Linked DNA regions of Zea mays: all the other regions are linked to region 3. A link is a contact called in public Hi-C data. All regions are on one chromosome and are shown on one strand. The core of a region is the stretch at or near the end of the contact, and the rest is flanking DNA. Distances in the headings are between cores, read along the strand shown.

Evidence for each region. Hi-C and Micro-C count contacts between places; a contact is called where the count stands out from the background.
Region 1: a Hi-C map of ear shows a contact between it and region 3, with 3 times the contacts expected there. The contact joins the promoter of LOC100278856 here to the promoter of LOC100275574 in region 3. A contact is called at or near these places in 9 of 25 Hi-C or Micro-C datasets (bundle sheath, ear, endosperm and 3 more) and 1 of 3 datasets of contacts at active chromatin or transcription factors (seedling).
Region 2: a Hi-C map of leaf shows a contact between it and region 3, with 4 times the contacts expected there. The contact joins the promoter of LOC100278444 here to the promoter of LOC100275574 in region 3. A contact is called at or near these places in 16 of 25 Hi-C or Micro-C datasets (bundle sheath, ear, endosperm and 5 more) and 2 of 3 datasets of contacts at active chromatin or transcription factors (leaf and seedling).

Annotation. Positions count from the first base shown.
Region 1 is chr6:175,306,173-175,310,230 of Zm-B73-REFERENCE-NAM-5.0, reverse strand. It overlaps LOC100278856, which reads right to left and starts at 1,816. Exons shown (of 17, transcript NM_001151995.3): 1 at 1,634-1,816; 2 at 759-822. The coding sequence starts at 1,706.
Region 2 is chr6:175,022,900-175,027,431 of Zm-B73-REFERENCE-NAM-5.0, reverse strand. It overlaps LOC100278444, which reads right to left and starts at 2,091. Exons shown (of 18, transcript NM_001352621.1): 1 at 1,732-2,091; 2 at 1,462-1,642; 3 at 1,157-1,360; 4 at 884-1,061; 5 at 601-800; 6 at 1-85. The coding sequence starts at 1,940. It overlaps LOC100274387 (S-adenosyl-L-methionine-dependent methyltransferase superfamily protein), which reads left to right and starts at 2,265. Exons shown (of 3, transcript NM_001148747.1): 1 at 2,265-2,860; 2 at 2,989-3,102; 3 at 3,184-3,597. The coding sequence starts at 2,332. The coding sequence ends at 3,332. LOC100273076 reads right to left here. Exons shown (of 7, transcript NM_001352619.1): 6 at 4,273-4,410; 7 at 3,818-4,183. The coding sequence ends at 4,037.
Region 3 is chr6:175,153,554-175,157,959 of Zm-B73-REFERENCE-NAM-5.0, reverse strand. It overlaps LOC100275574, which reads left to right and starts at 2,373. Exons shown (of 4, transcript NM_001149625.2): 1 at 2,373-2,821; 2 at 3,075-3,818. The coding sequence starts at 3,134.

The DNA.
Region 1 (4,058 bases), core at 567-3,066, 150 kb before region 3:
TTATATATGTAATATATTTGTATATTATCCTAAATTATATGAGAGAGATAGTTATACACTATATTTATGCTATAGAGAAGCAAGTAGAAGAGTATGCTATAAGTTGTACATTAAAAAAGTAGCATGTAAATCTATAGAATCAATTTTCATCTCTCACCACATGAATTTGAGATAGACTTATATATAAACTTTGGAAAGTGAATGTCACATTCTAAAAAAAATAGCCTACTCCAGATTCTAATTCCTCAAAATGAAGGGAAACAAACGGGGCCTTATTGTATTTCCAGGATCATAATACATATTTTTTTGCAAAAAAATATAATATGATATGTTGCTCTTTCTACACAGTACACACTAATGAAAACATCTATGAATGCAGATATAAGCTACAAGCATAAATGCATGCATATGCGTAGCCGAGTATAGCCAGTTTTTTAAGTCGACCCATGATTTTTTTTCAATAAAAAGTAAATGTATCTAACCAATTATCTCATAGTAGTACTAGCTACTGAAAGCTACTTCAGAATAAAAAATAATAAAGTCAAAATCATTTAGCTTGTTCTCTCAATTTCAATTGACCACTACTGAATTAACTATACCTAATATGAATTGGAATCAGAACATATATGGATAAAACTTCTAAAGGGTCTCGAAAAGAGGTATTTTTTCCCGAGCCTGTATTGTTATGAATTCAATGGCACAGGAACATACAAAAAGTCGAGAACTCAAAAAAAATGGAGGAAATAGAAGAGGCATACCCTAAGAGCTTAGGCAGCGGACATCGTTCCAGGAACTGCCTCACAGTATCATCACTATGCAACCCTGCAACCAATGACATGCAGATTCAGTCCTCTAGTCGTCACATGACTAGTCTACCTATGCATTTCAAAAAAAATAATTAGTGCGCTTAAATTTAAGGAAAACTTTGATGTGCACCACTTCAGAATATGTAACCATTATTATGTCATGAATCTGCCTGGACTACTTGTAATTTTCCCTTCTTGTAAGAAAAATAGCCTTCCATCAAAACACACTCACGCACAAAGACACATCGATGGATGGTGCAATACAAGCCAATAGTATCCCCAGCATTGGTGGAGCCTCTTGGAGGCCAAACTGGGGAGCTCCCACCCGATTCTGAAAATAGATTTCTGAAGCTAATCTATAGTCAGCTTATTTAGCACCAAGTACTAGGCATCAACTCATCCATAGTTCAACCATGGTTTTTCTGTGTTTGGTCCCTCCTTGATTTTATATCAGGCTCCGCCACTGTCTCTAGCTTTTTTAAAAAAAAATCAGATTTGAGCTTGTCGTGACATATTCATTGATGAGACTGGAGGTAACACTACAGGAAATTTCCCCGCTAGAGCAGAGCATGCGAAAAAAAAAATCTTCCAACCAACAGCAGAACCCACGCGCGAATCAACTGAATGCCGAAGTAAGACAGCCCCAGCCCCCAGACACGGCCAGGATCCACTACTAGGTTTCCAGCGCGGCGAGCTCAACACCAAAGTGATCCAACCGGTTCTCACGATCGGACTCAGGCATAACCCGGCGCCGGCGAAGACAACCTGCGGTGAGCAATTAACTTCATCCGCCCAGATTCGACGCGAGGTAGGGAAAGGGGCATTGCCTGGGTAGGACGCGAAGTCAGCGGCCGCACGAAGCATCGCGCCAAGCTCTCCCGCCGCCGGCGAGGGCTCCATCCAGTGCTGTCCTCCGCCGCGCCGCTCTTCTCTCTCGAGTCTCGCCCTCTGGTGTTTCGGCTTGGGGGAGGAGAAAGCCTCTGCGCCTAGCCGAGTGCGTGCCTCCGAATGGAATGAGACCAACAGACAACGCCGCTCTAGTGGAGTCGAGACTGTCGAGTCACTGGGCAGGAGGTACCTGATTGGGCTGTTTTCAGTTTGGGCCAGATAGACGAACATCCAGTTGGTACCTGGACTTTTAGGCCCTGTGATTCAAACGTGATCCAAATACTTGAAGTTGCTGACACAGTGAAGGCTTCTGCCTTCGACAATTAGCATGAGCAAGTATAGTTTAGTTCCTGCTTTGAAAGACAACTTTATTAACCAATTATGTTGGGTCCCAGTGACTTCTCACTCCTTCGTGTGTGTTCTTTGATGTGTGTGCGGGGTGTGGGGGATTCACGTTAGGCAGCATAGTTCTAAATATAATGGTTTCGTATAAAAAAACGTAAGTATCAAATTTATATCTTGATTAGATATTTTGAGGTTATTTTGGAGGCTGAAATAATTGTTGCATTGTTGAGAGGTCAATTTAGGGGTGTTTGGTTTCACCGCCTAAAGGTTAGTCTTTATCACATTGGATGTTTAAATGATAATTATGGATATCAAATATAATTTAATTATAAAACTAATTGCACAGACGAAGACTAAAAATCGAGAGGAATTTATTAAATCTAATTAAACTCTCTATATCGGTGTGAACATTACTTGGTGTACCCATGCTCTACCTATCTATGGGGTGGTAAGGGACTCTAGATTTTACACTATAAAATTTAAAAATTAACTCGGATTAGGGTCGAGCTCTATTTTTATTTATTTTAAACTAAAATTATTTAGACTTGATCGGTTGTGTCTGGATCGAAATGGATTGAAAGGGATTAAATCTCTTCCTAGTCAAAATTGAATAGAAATAGATTTAACCTCCCTCGATCATCTTTGATCCAGACGCAACCGAACAAGGTTTTAAGATTTCTAAATTATTGTGAATAAACAACTACCCCTACCTACTACCTAGCACCGAGTGATAATGTATACTAATTTGAGCTGTTACTCTTGGTTCCCGTTGTTCAGAATTTTAGTTCTCTAGCACCTCTGTATGCACATATAATCATCATGACCTATCGTTCTACCTCCTCTCCCTCTCTCGCATCTTAGGTGACGGTGTGCAACAAGTTAAGCTTGTCTCCACTGTGCTATAGACACCTACAAGAAGTCTATCCAACCAAAGCCAAGATCCTGCAGGGGCTATGCATCTGCAATCTGCCAAGGAAAAAAATCACACTTCCTGTACTTGTGTATAGGCGTATAGTTGGCTTGGAAGCTTCACGCCACATAGACCGTCTCCGATCCAAGCTGTAATCTGCTGTACAAAGCTTCTTCCACTTCTGAAGAAGGACCTGTAGGCACCAGCCAATCCTTGCTTGCACGACAGACTAGCCTAAACGCGTGCTCGCTCCCGTCTTCCAAAGGAAAATGCAGCCAGCACGGCACCAAACCATGCGGTGGTCAAATGGATTCATCCATCCGCGCTCGGGAACGCAAGAAGGAATCATATCCCTGCCGCGCCTCGTTTTCTATTTGCGATTCGGCGGCCATGTGGTTGGCGCCGGAATGCATGGCCATGTGGGCAGACAGGTTAGTTCCGAGTTCGTCGTTCCGGCAACTGCCCAAGTTGCCACCAGTCGTCGTCCTGACATTCTACTCGGGAACTCGGATGCATGCATGCACGCAATCGCTGACGCAGCTAGCGAGCGATACCTGGAGAAACATGCAAGTAGCTGGCAATAATTAACAGAACCCTGACCGGCCGGGTAAGTTCAGTAGAGCAAGCTAATAACCTAATAAGCCGCTGCATGCCAGTTTGTGACGATCGATACAGGGTAAGTTTTGGTGGAGCAAGCTAACCTAACAAGCCAGTTTGTAATACAGTTTCAGTCGCTGGTCGGCCCATACCAAGGAATCGCAGTTCAGAAAACCTGCAGGAGTTCAGGTCGAGGCACGTTGGATAAACGAAGTGTGGAGGGCCGGGCAACAAAACTGCACTAGCGATGGTGCATGCCGCGAGATTTACTGGGCACCAAAAGCTGTACGTACTGTTAAACGTACTAGTTTTTCAGTCCGTTTTTATAAAAAAAAACATCTTCATAAAAAAAACTATCTAAACTCAATATAAACACAAAATCGATCGAGTCGTCGTGATAGTAAAAATACATGATCTTGAACGCTTTGGTCCACTCCATCTTTATCAACACATAATCCTAAAAATATTTAGATTCTTCTCACATTGTAAGAAAAGCTGGCCAGAAAAAAAAA
Region 2 (4,532 bases), core at 842-3,341, 130 kb after region 3:
AGTTGTACCGTTGTTCATTGACCACTTGGCTTGAGCGTGAAGCCAAGCTTAGAGTAGAGATTGCATCTTGGCATGAGACTTCATCCTACACTAAGAATGCATAGCATTAGATCGGCATAGTAACAAGAATGCATAGCATTAGATTGGCATAGTAGCAATAACAATGCATCAATTCCAATAGTATGGTAAGGTAAAATATAGAATGTTATAACAAATAATGCAACCTAACTTTAGAAATGTGTATTCTGTCAAACAAAAACAACAAAGAAGATATAGAATAGCGACAACAAAAAATGTATCTGTATACATTCTTTTTTAGCAGCTACATGGATATACTATCTTTTGAGTTTTAACAAAAGGCAATACAGAATATACTTATATGTTTTATTTTAAGAAATATGTTGTTGAGCAACATTGTTAAAACCACCTTCAACTTTATAGAGATTCTTTTATCAAAACCGACAAAAAATAACAATAAACATAAAATAATGTAAACATTTAATCTATGATATGTGAAGTCATTTATTTTTCTTAATATTTATCTTAAAAATCACCAAAAAGAAATACATAATACAAAATATTAAGACCAACTATCCTTACCAAACATGCTATTAATAAAGCACCACCTGTCTTGGATAAAGAGTCTTGCAAAATATGGGTTATTTTGCTTTTTCTATAGGGTATGAAGCTCTGGTGGCTGTTTAGAGCTTGCACAACATCCATCACGGCATATAAGGACTTCTTGGAATTTTGTTGAACAAATCTTTCACCATGGCTCTTTTGCTTATCATTGATATGGTCTAATAAAAATTAAAGAATAAAATTTTATTTAGTCATATAATGTAGAATATAAAATTGCAGTTCACGTATGCAAAGTACATACCTGCCAACTCAAGAAAATGCATTTTTGATACAGAGGATTCTTTGCCATTCTGATCAGATTTAGAAATAAAAATAATAAAACCATTGTGTCCTTTAGCTTTGGAAACTTTGGTGCGATTTTGGTGTTTGTCACTATCATAACACAAATTCTGAAACTCCTGAATTGAATTGATTTCAACCTGCGTTAATTGATTAATTTCAGTTTGTGTGATTGAGAAAATGAAAAGACAAGAACATGAATTCAGAAAAAAAAAAGTGTAAGAAAATAGGATACCATAGAGAGGCCCTTCAGATGAGTCCTTCCATCAGCATCCTCTCGCACAAGGACCTCGTTGTTCTTAGGATCCAAAAGATCAAAGACATGGCTGTCTTGAAGCACATGATAAGAGGAAACACTGACAGTTGCCCTAATAGGTTTGGCATAGTCAAATATTCGCTCCATGGCCATAGTGAGCAAGCCCGGTTGATGATCGGACCCCTGAATTGGAAATTTAATTGAGTGAGCTTGATTGAAGACATGCAGTTAAGATATGCAATTCTTACAATTAGCATGAATATAAATAAATGAAAGAAACATACTATAACAAGGTGGGTTTTGCTAGTGGAACCGCAAGTGACTACACATGCGTGGTTGTGGCCATCAGAGGAGAAGATTTTATCCACAAGCTGTTTAACCTCGTTGTGAAAAATGTCTGTGTACGAATCGTCGTTGAGATAGCACCAATCGAGTTTGTGCTCGCGATGTTTGCGGTGGGTCATACTTCAGCAACCCAAAGCCAAAATAAGTCAGATTAGTTGATGAGATCGGCCGGATCTTAAATAAGCTAGAGGAAAAGCAACCAGACTCACTTAGAAAGAGCAGACTCCTTGATTATGGGGACGAATGAGACGGAAGCGGAGGAGGAGTTAGCCGGATCGGGAACACGGGCGGAGACCTGCATGGATCCAGTGGGGTCTCCGCCCGGGCAAATCTTCGCCACTACTCTGACGGGAGCGGTCCTGATCCACGGAGAGTGATAAGGGAGGCTCGGAGCAGCGGTGCAGGCTGCTTCTTCCATCGTACCTTTTATCGGGTGTAGGGGATGACTGGATGACGACGAGGGACGGAGGGCGTCGGGGGCCGCGGGAAGGGAAGAGGAGGGAGGTGACGACGAGACGGTGCCGCTGAGGAGGAAGAGGAAATTGTTTCGTGTGGTAGCCGTTGCTCGTGAGGAGCGCCGAGCGCCTGACCTGCCCTCGTCCCCTTTTGAATTGCGTCCCAAACTCCCAATCGAGTGGGGCGCGGAGGAGCAGGATGGCATTGCGTTCGCACAAGGACAAGGACGGAGGAGGAGCCATTACCGCTGGGCCTTGGACAAACTAACGGCCGGCCCATATCGGCCCAACACTCACGTTTCTCCAGACACAGAGGGCAGAGCGCCGCCGCCGCCGCCGAGTCAAGGAACAAGGATGATGGGCAGTGGGATGGGCGCGTACGGCGGCGCGCTGCGACCGGTGGAGAGCGCGGCCGGGGAGACGATGCTGCTGTGGGGCCTGGGGCAGCCCGAGTCGCACCGCAACAACGCGCTGGTCCGCCAGGCGGCGCACGCCTTCGAGCTCGACGCCTGCGGGCGGCGCCTGTCCCTGCTGCAGTCCCCCTCCTCCATGGCCACCCCGGGGGTCACGGGGGCGGTCGTCTGGGACAGCGGCGTCGTGCTCGCCAAGTTCCTCGAGCACTCCGTCGACTCCCAGCGGCTGCTCCTCCGCGGCGCGCGCGCGGTGGACCTCGGGTCCGGGTGCGGCTTGGTGGGGTGCGTCGCCGCCCTGCTGGGCGCCCATGTGGTCCTCACCGACCTCGCCGACCGGCTCAAGCTGCTTAGGAAGAACGTCGCCCTCAATGTCGACGACCCCCACGTCCCGGGCTCCGCTCGGGTCACGGAGCTTGTGTGGGGCGACAATCCTCACCATGAATTGCTCGAGGAGCCACTGCCCGATTTCGGTCTGCTCGCGTTTGTCTTTTTTTTCTTCTTCTCCTTCTGTGTTTCTTGCATGGACATTCAACTCCTGTCTGCTTCTGATTCATCTTCATAGAATACGATTGATGTCATGATCCTTCAATTCTTTCAGTGCTTGGCTCCGACGTCATATACAACGAGGAAGCTGTGGACGATCTTCTGATCACTCTCAACCAACTCTCAGGGAAGCACACTACTATACTTCTAGCTGGGGAGCTTCGCAACGGTAAGGCTTCTCTTTTTGCGTCCTCTGTTTCCTTTTGGACTGACCAGACGCCATATAAATGTTTTGCATATGATTGTATAGATGCTGTGCTGGAGTGCTTCTTGGAGGCAGCCATGGAGGACTTCCTAATTGCGTGCATCGAGCAGGACCAATGGCACCCTGAATTCCGCAGCAACCGTGTAGCCTTGTTTATCTTGGTCAAGAAACCAGAGAAACCTAGCGCAGAGTAGTCGTCTGTTCCTCGCCTTGGTGTAGAACAAGGATAGGAGGCATCTGGGTTTTCCCTTTTTCCAATTCCAATTATGTTGTTGCGATAGCCAAGGTTTTAGCGCCGGCTTAAGCCATGGAAGTTTGATAGCTCATTGTATGGTTTGCTTGCAACCTATTCTGAAAGTTTGTACAAGAGTGAAAGAAAGGATTTTAGATAACCGATGTCTGAAACTGCAAATGATCTCAGTGGTGGCAACACCTAAAAGCTGATATGTGAGTTTGGACAAGGATGTGCACAGTGGTAGTACAAAGATAGTTTTGAAATGAATTTAAAGAGAAGTCCAGAAACTTATGACAGTACAGAAAGCTCAATAACGAATTGTATTCATTTTATTTGGTTTATGCTTAAACAGTAGTGAAATATGCAAGTATACAACTAGTAACTGTGGCTCTATGAGCTCTATTCCTGATAATATTAGCTGCGTGTAGTTTATGAAACCCATTTGAGTGAATTTTGCGTATCCGTCAGACTGGCAATTCTTGATATTACATACTAGTCTTTACACTTTACAATTTGCCTCTAATGATTTCTTGAAAGTTTATGGAGTCCCCAGTCAGGTAACCTGGCCATCAATTTCCTGATAAGTTATTGTCCAGCATTTCTATGCGAGTTCTCGCCAACAGTCTACATTCTACCGGAAAAAAATGCTCTTATTTGTGTCTGTCATCTTGTTGAAGCTGCCTGACGGATGAGCCTGAGGGACTCGGCGAAGTCGTCCAAAAGCTGATGAGAGTCTGGAAACTGAGCATCATCCACTGCGAGGACAAGCTTGATGGAGTTCGTATAGCTTTGGTAATGTATAGTCAGAGCCTACACACATTAAGATGAGATAATTAAAAATGAGAATCTGGAAGTTGTTCGAGTGTTCGATAGTAGTATTAATGACTAGCGAGCGTTACATGTGGATGCCCGTAGACAGAGGGAGCGATGTAGACGATTGGATGGCCGTAGAACTCCACCTTCTCAGCAGGTCCGACCATGCTTGAGAATGACATGGTCGTATTTGTGAACATACCATAGCAGAGAGCTGCTGCAGCCTGTACAAGTTTCACAGTTAGAGCCAAGCATTCCAGAGTAGTCAAGAGAGAGTTCAAACTGGTCCAAGGTGTTAATTTGCAAAAGATCAGATTCTTGTCATGTGACCTCTGGTTACAACAAA
Region 3 (4,406 bases), core at 1,124-3,623:
CTCTAGCCACTTGGCGATTACTGTGCTAACGTCTAACCAAGTTTTGTGGCTTAAGTTTAAAGTCTTATAGGATCACCTATTCACCGCCCCTCTAGGTGCTCTCAGTTTGTACTCGTACCGTTTTTTGTATTTGCAGGAAAGACGGGAATGAGATGGTATATTGTGGGAACGGGAACAAAAAAAGTTCAGTGTTTTTCCATCTGTATTTACAAAATTCCGTTTCTGACAAGATATTCATGTTTTTCCGTTTCCAGAATTCTGTTTTAGGTGCACAAAAAACAACACATAAAAGTATTATATTAGCCTTACTCTATATGGCATGCCTGCATAATCTTTGATGCTGTCATATTAACATCTTATAACCATATAGAGTAATCCTTCTTGTCTTATGTATCCACAAGTTTGGGGTTCATCGTTGAAGAATGTTGACGAAAAAATGTTGCATTTGCGCAAGCTGTTGTTCTTTAAAAACATATGATTTTGTGCCAACTTTTAAACTTGTGAAGCTGTGATTTATAATGTCCTAAACTCTTAGTAGTTTGTTGAGTGATTATGCAATATTGCATATTTTGGACAAAGTTTCCGGTTACCGTCCATTTTCGTTACATATCCGTTCGTTTTAATATGTTTTTGTGTAAACGTATATCCCGCAACCGTTTCCGGCTATACCGCTCCGCTCCAGTTTTCGGTAAAAAAATGGTAACGGAAATGGGAGAGGATATTTTTAGCCGTTTTCTGTTCGTTTTCATCCCTAGGTACACGTGTAGGGGAGGGCAAAAGATGGATAAAAACTATTTTTAGTACCTTTTAGTAACTAGAGAACTAAAGTTTAGTCACCCTCTGTGGGGGACAAATATCCCCGAATCCACTAGAAGGCGAAAAGACCCTTGCATGGGCCACAGACCCGTCGCCTCACAAGGTCGCTTCGTCGTGGGCCGGGAAAAGACTGCAAATGAGATGGGCTGACCCAGGAGGGCAATGGGATCATGCCCGGATCATCCGTCAGATCGCGCACAATTTCAAGGAACCGTCCGTTCTCTCCCACGTCCGGCGTCCTTGAATATCGGGATAGTTCGGGATAGGGTCGATGAGTTTTCCTTAAGATAAGCTAAGTCGGTTCGCTATTAGTTAGGAGATATATTGGAAGAACGTGATCATCATGTACGTAGGGAGTATCCCACGGTCGTGTATATAAGGCCCAGGGGAACCCATCATTTTCATCTCTCTGGTTAGCCCTTCTCCATTCAGGAGACACCACTTGTAACACACCACATACATACCCATCCCAGGAAGTAGGGTATTACGCCTCTTAAAACGGCCCGAACCTGCAGAACATCGTCTCTCTCGCGTGCCCCTAGCACGAACCATCGAGCTACAGTCAACGACACCGTCCTACCAAAAAACACTGCAAGGGTATCCCTGGGTGTGCGGTCGGACTCTAAACATCGACACCCTTACACTCTTTACTTCTTTAGAAACTAAAAGCTACAGTCAAACGGGAGCCTTAATTGCACTGGCCGTAGTGTTGGTGTTAACCACAGATTTAATGATATTGTACACCGTCTTTGTTGGAGCAACTCCAATAGTTCTCTAAACAACTATCTAAATCTTAAATTTAAGAAGTGATCAGAAAACACATCTCAAGTCATTCAAATGAACTTGCTAAATTTAGTTACTTGCTATCTGACCCTTTTATTTTTTGAAATTGGCAACTCGATAGTAACTCTCTAAATGCAGCTGTCGTTGAATTTTTCACACCTACGTGTTTACTTTTCCCTTGCCCGCACAGCGAGTCCGACATGCTATTTTTTATTTCTCATATAGCGAGGCAACCAATTCCGACATGCGTGACACAACATTTTTCTTCATCAGACCATTGCTCTCTCACAAGTCACGTCACTGGACTATCGCTTTCCAACAGGTCACATCGTGTGACTTCTCTTCTGTCCTCGATGTCCACTACCTTCGACCCTACCGTCAATTAGATCCGGCAGGAGCAAGCCTACCAAAAACTAGATTCAAAATTAAACTATTATCTAAATATGAGAAATTATTGGAGATCAAACTGTTTCTTATTCTCAATAGCTATTTAGTAAGTTGGTAAACATAAGTTTGGACAACTTTTTTTAGAGAATTATTGGAGTGCTCTTACTATTTGAAACGAAAAAAAAACCGCGAACCGTGGTCCGTGGATGATTCAGAAGCCTAGCGCCACCATTCAAGGCTCCGTTGGGTTGGAAGGCTCGATCCACGGGGTGTCAAGGCCCTTTTCCCCGGGCAAGCTCATCGCGGGATTACGGCCTTAGACCAAATCAGCGCACCGTTTGAAGCCCAGTAGCCCACACGAGAGGGCAGCCCAAACTGGCCTCAGTCTTTTCCCTGTTTCCCCGTCCGGAGCGAGGCGAGGGGTGAGGGTGACGCAACCGAGCGCCGCCAACCGCGACCGCCTTCCTCACCTGTGTCACCTCCGCCGCCATCCTCACTTCGATCGCCTCTGCCGTCATCCTCAGCTTGTCCTGTCGCACTGCTTGTGCCGCACCAGCTTGTTGCCTTCCGCGCCCGGCTGCGCCAGCCAGGCTCGTCCGGCCCTCGCGCCGCTTACTTCTATTTTGCCCGGCCCCATAGAATTCGAACCGCAAATGAGACAGGCGCTACTGCAGCCGTGGGAAAGGAAACGCAAAACAACGCCAACGCCGTCTTCTCTTCCTGGAGGCGGGCCTGGGAAGGAGGTGGAGCGCAGCTGGCTCCGCTAGGGTTTCCCCTGTTCTCGGTGGAGGCGCCGCGCCTCCGGGACACGGGCTGCGTCAGGTGACTGCTGCAGGTATCTCTAGCGATTCTTATCGTCGCTCGACGTTTGTGTTGGGTAGCGTAAAGTTGGTGATTTTCCCTGCATGCCCAGCTATCAGGGTGATGACTTTTTCTAAGGTGGAAAAGGATAGCGTCATATGTGTTCCGCTGGGAGTGTTTCCGAATATTTTGGATCGGAATACCTCTAGCGTGGCATATTTTTCCCTCTCTCCGAGCAGGGTTTGCTCCATTCTAACCTTGAATTTATCATGCCAACTTCGATTCAGGCTCGTTGATGCAAGGGAGGTCAAGCCGTCTGTGATTCTCTTCCTGAAGTTCTATCCCGATGCCGTCCATCACGCACTACGTGCTGGATCGCCTCCTAGAGACACGGTCGCCTGTTCATGTCCAGAAGGTGGTTCCCAAGCCTCCGCCCCCGCCTCCTGACAAGGCCACACCGGTGCCAGTGTCTACTGCCAGGACACGGTCGTCGCTGGCATCACTCTATGCCACGCCTGAGAACACCACCCTGCCGGACTTGCCTTCCTCGTTCCCGGGAACCTGGTCGCCATACCTCATCAACCATAAGAGGCGGGGAGCCTCCCTTGCCAGGACCTTCTCTCAGGGTGATGCTGGGAGGGAGGTCAGCCAGCCAAACCTCCCTGTGATGCTGCCTGCTTTGCCGAGAGGGTGTGAACCCACTCAAGTCCAGGAGCCCGAGTTTGTGTTTCAGCAAGCAGGCAATGGTCAAGCTGAAGGTGAAAGTGCTGTAGAAGAGGCTTTGAATGGCAAAAGTGTAATGCTACAGAAAGGCAAGGGGTCTGTTATAGCTGAAATAGAGCAGGAGCAGCCTGAGTTTGAGTTTTGTCAAAGTCTTGAAGCATTAGTGAAGCCTGTTAATGTTAGAAGGCCTTTGAATGGTGAGGCACCCAAAATTTGTGAGAGTGACACCTTTGAATGGCGGAAGCCTAGTTCACCTCTTGGAACCTCTGTTGGTACACCAGGTGCAGAATTCTACGATGCATTTGAAGGTAAGAATCAGTTTGTTAAACTTTATTTGTTAAGTTATTTTTCCTTTCAGGTTTTGATGATATTAGACTATTGAAGTAATAATGAAAATAACCCTACTAGCAAGTCTATTTTTTTTTATAAAGACACTTCCAGCCTGCAAACTGTTCCTAGCTCACTACACCATAGCTTATCTATTAAAAAGCAGCTGAAAGGGTACAAAGAAAATTATGTAGCAACTGTGTTGGAAAAAATATCCTTGTCTTTGGTCCATTTATAAGATATAGGATTTATCATGTTTTGCTTTGGTTGTATATTTTGTTAGTGTATTTTGAAGTGATTGGTTATACGAGTTAGCCATTTCTGATATTCTTAAGCAGTTAAGCTTGGAACAATAGTGATCACAGCTAAATGTTGTTAGAGATATGCAAAAGTTATCCTGCATGTGATTTTCCCATTGTATGAGTTAGTTTCAAGCTTTTTGCTCAGTATGTGTTGTCGCTCCCATCTATGTTTTCTTGCTCCTATTAGGGCCTGATTATTGACAGTAGCTATTGTTATGAATTGTGCTGTACTCCCCCATTCCAAATTATAATACTTTTGGTTTTTGT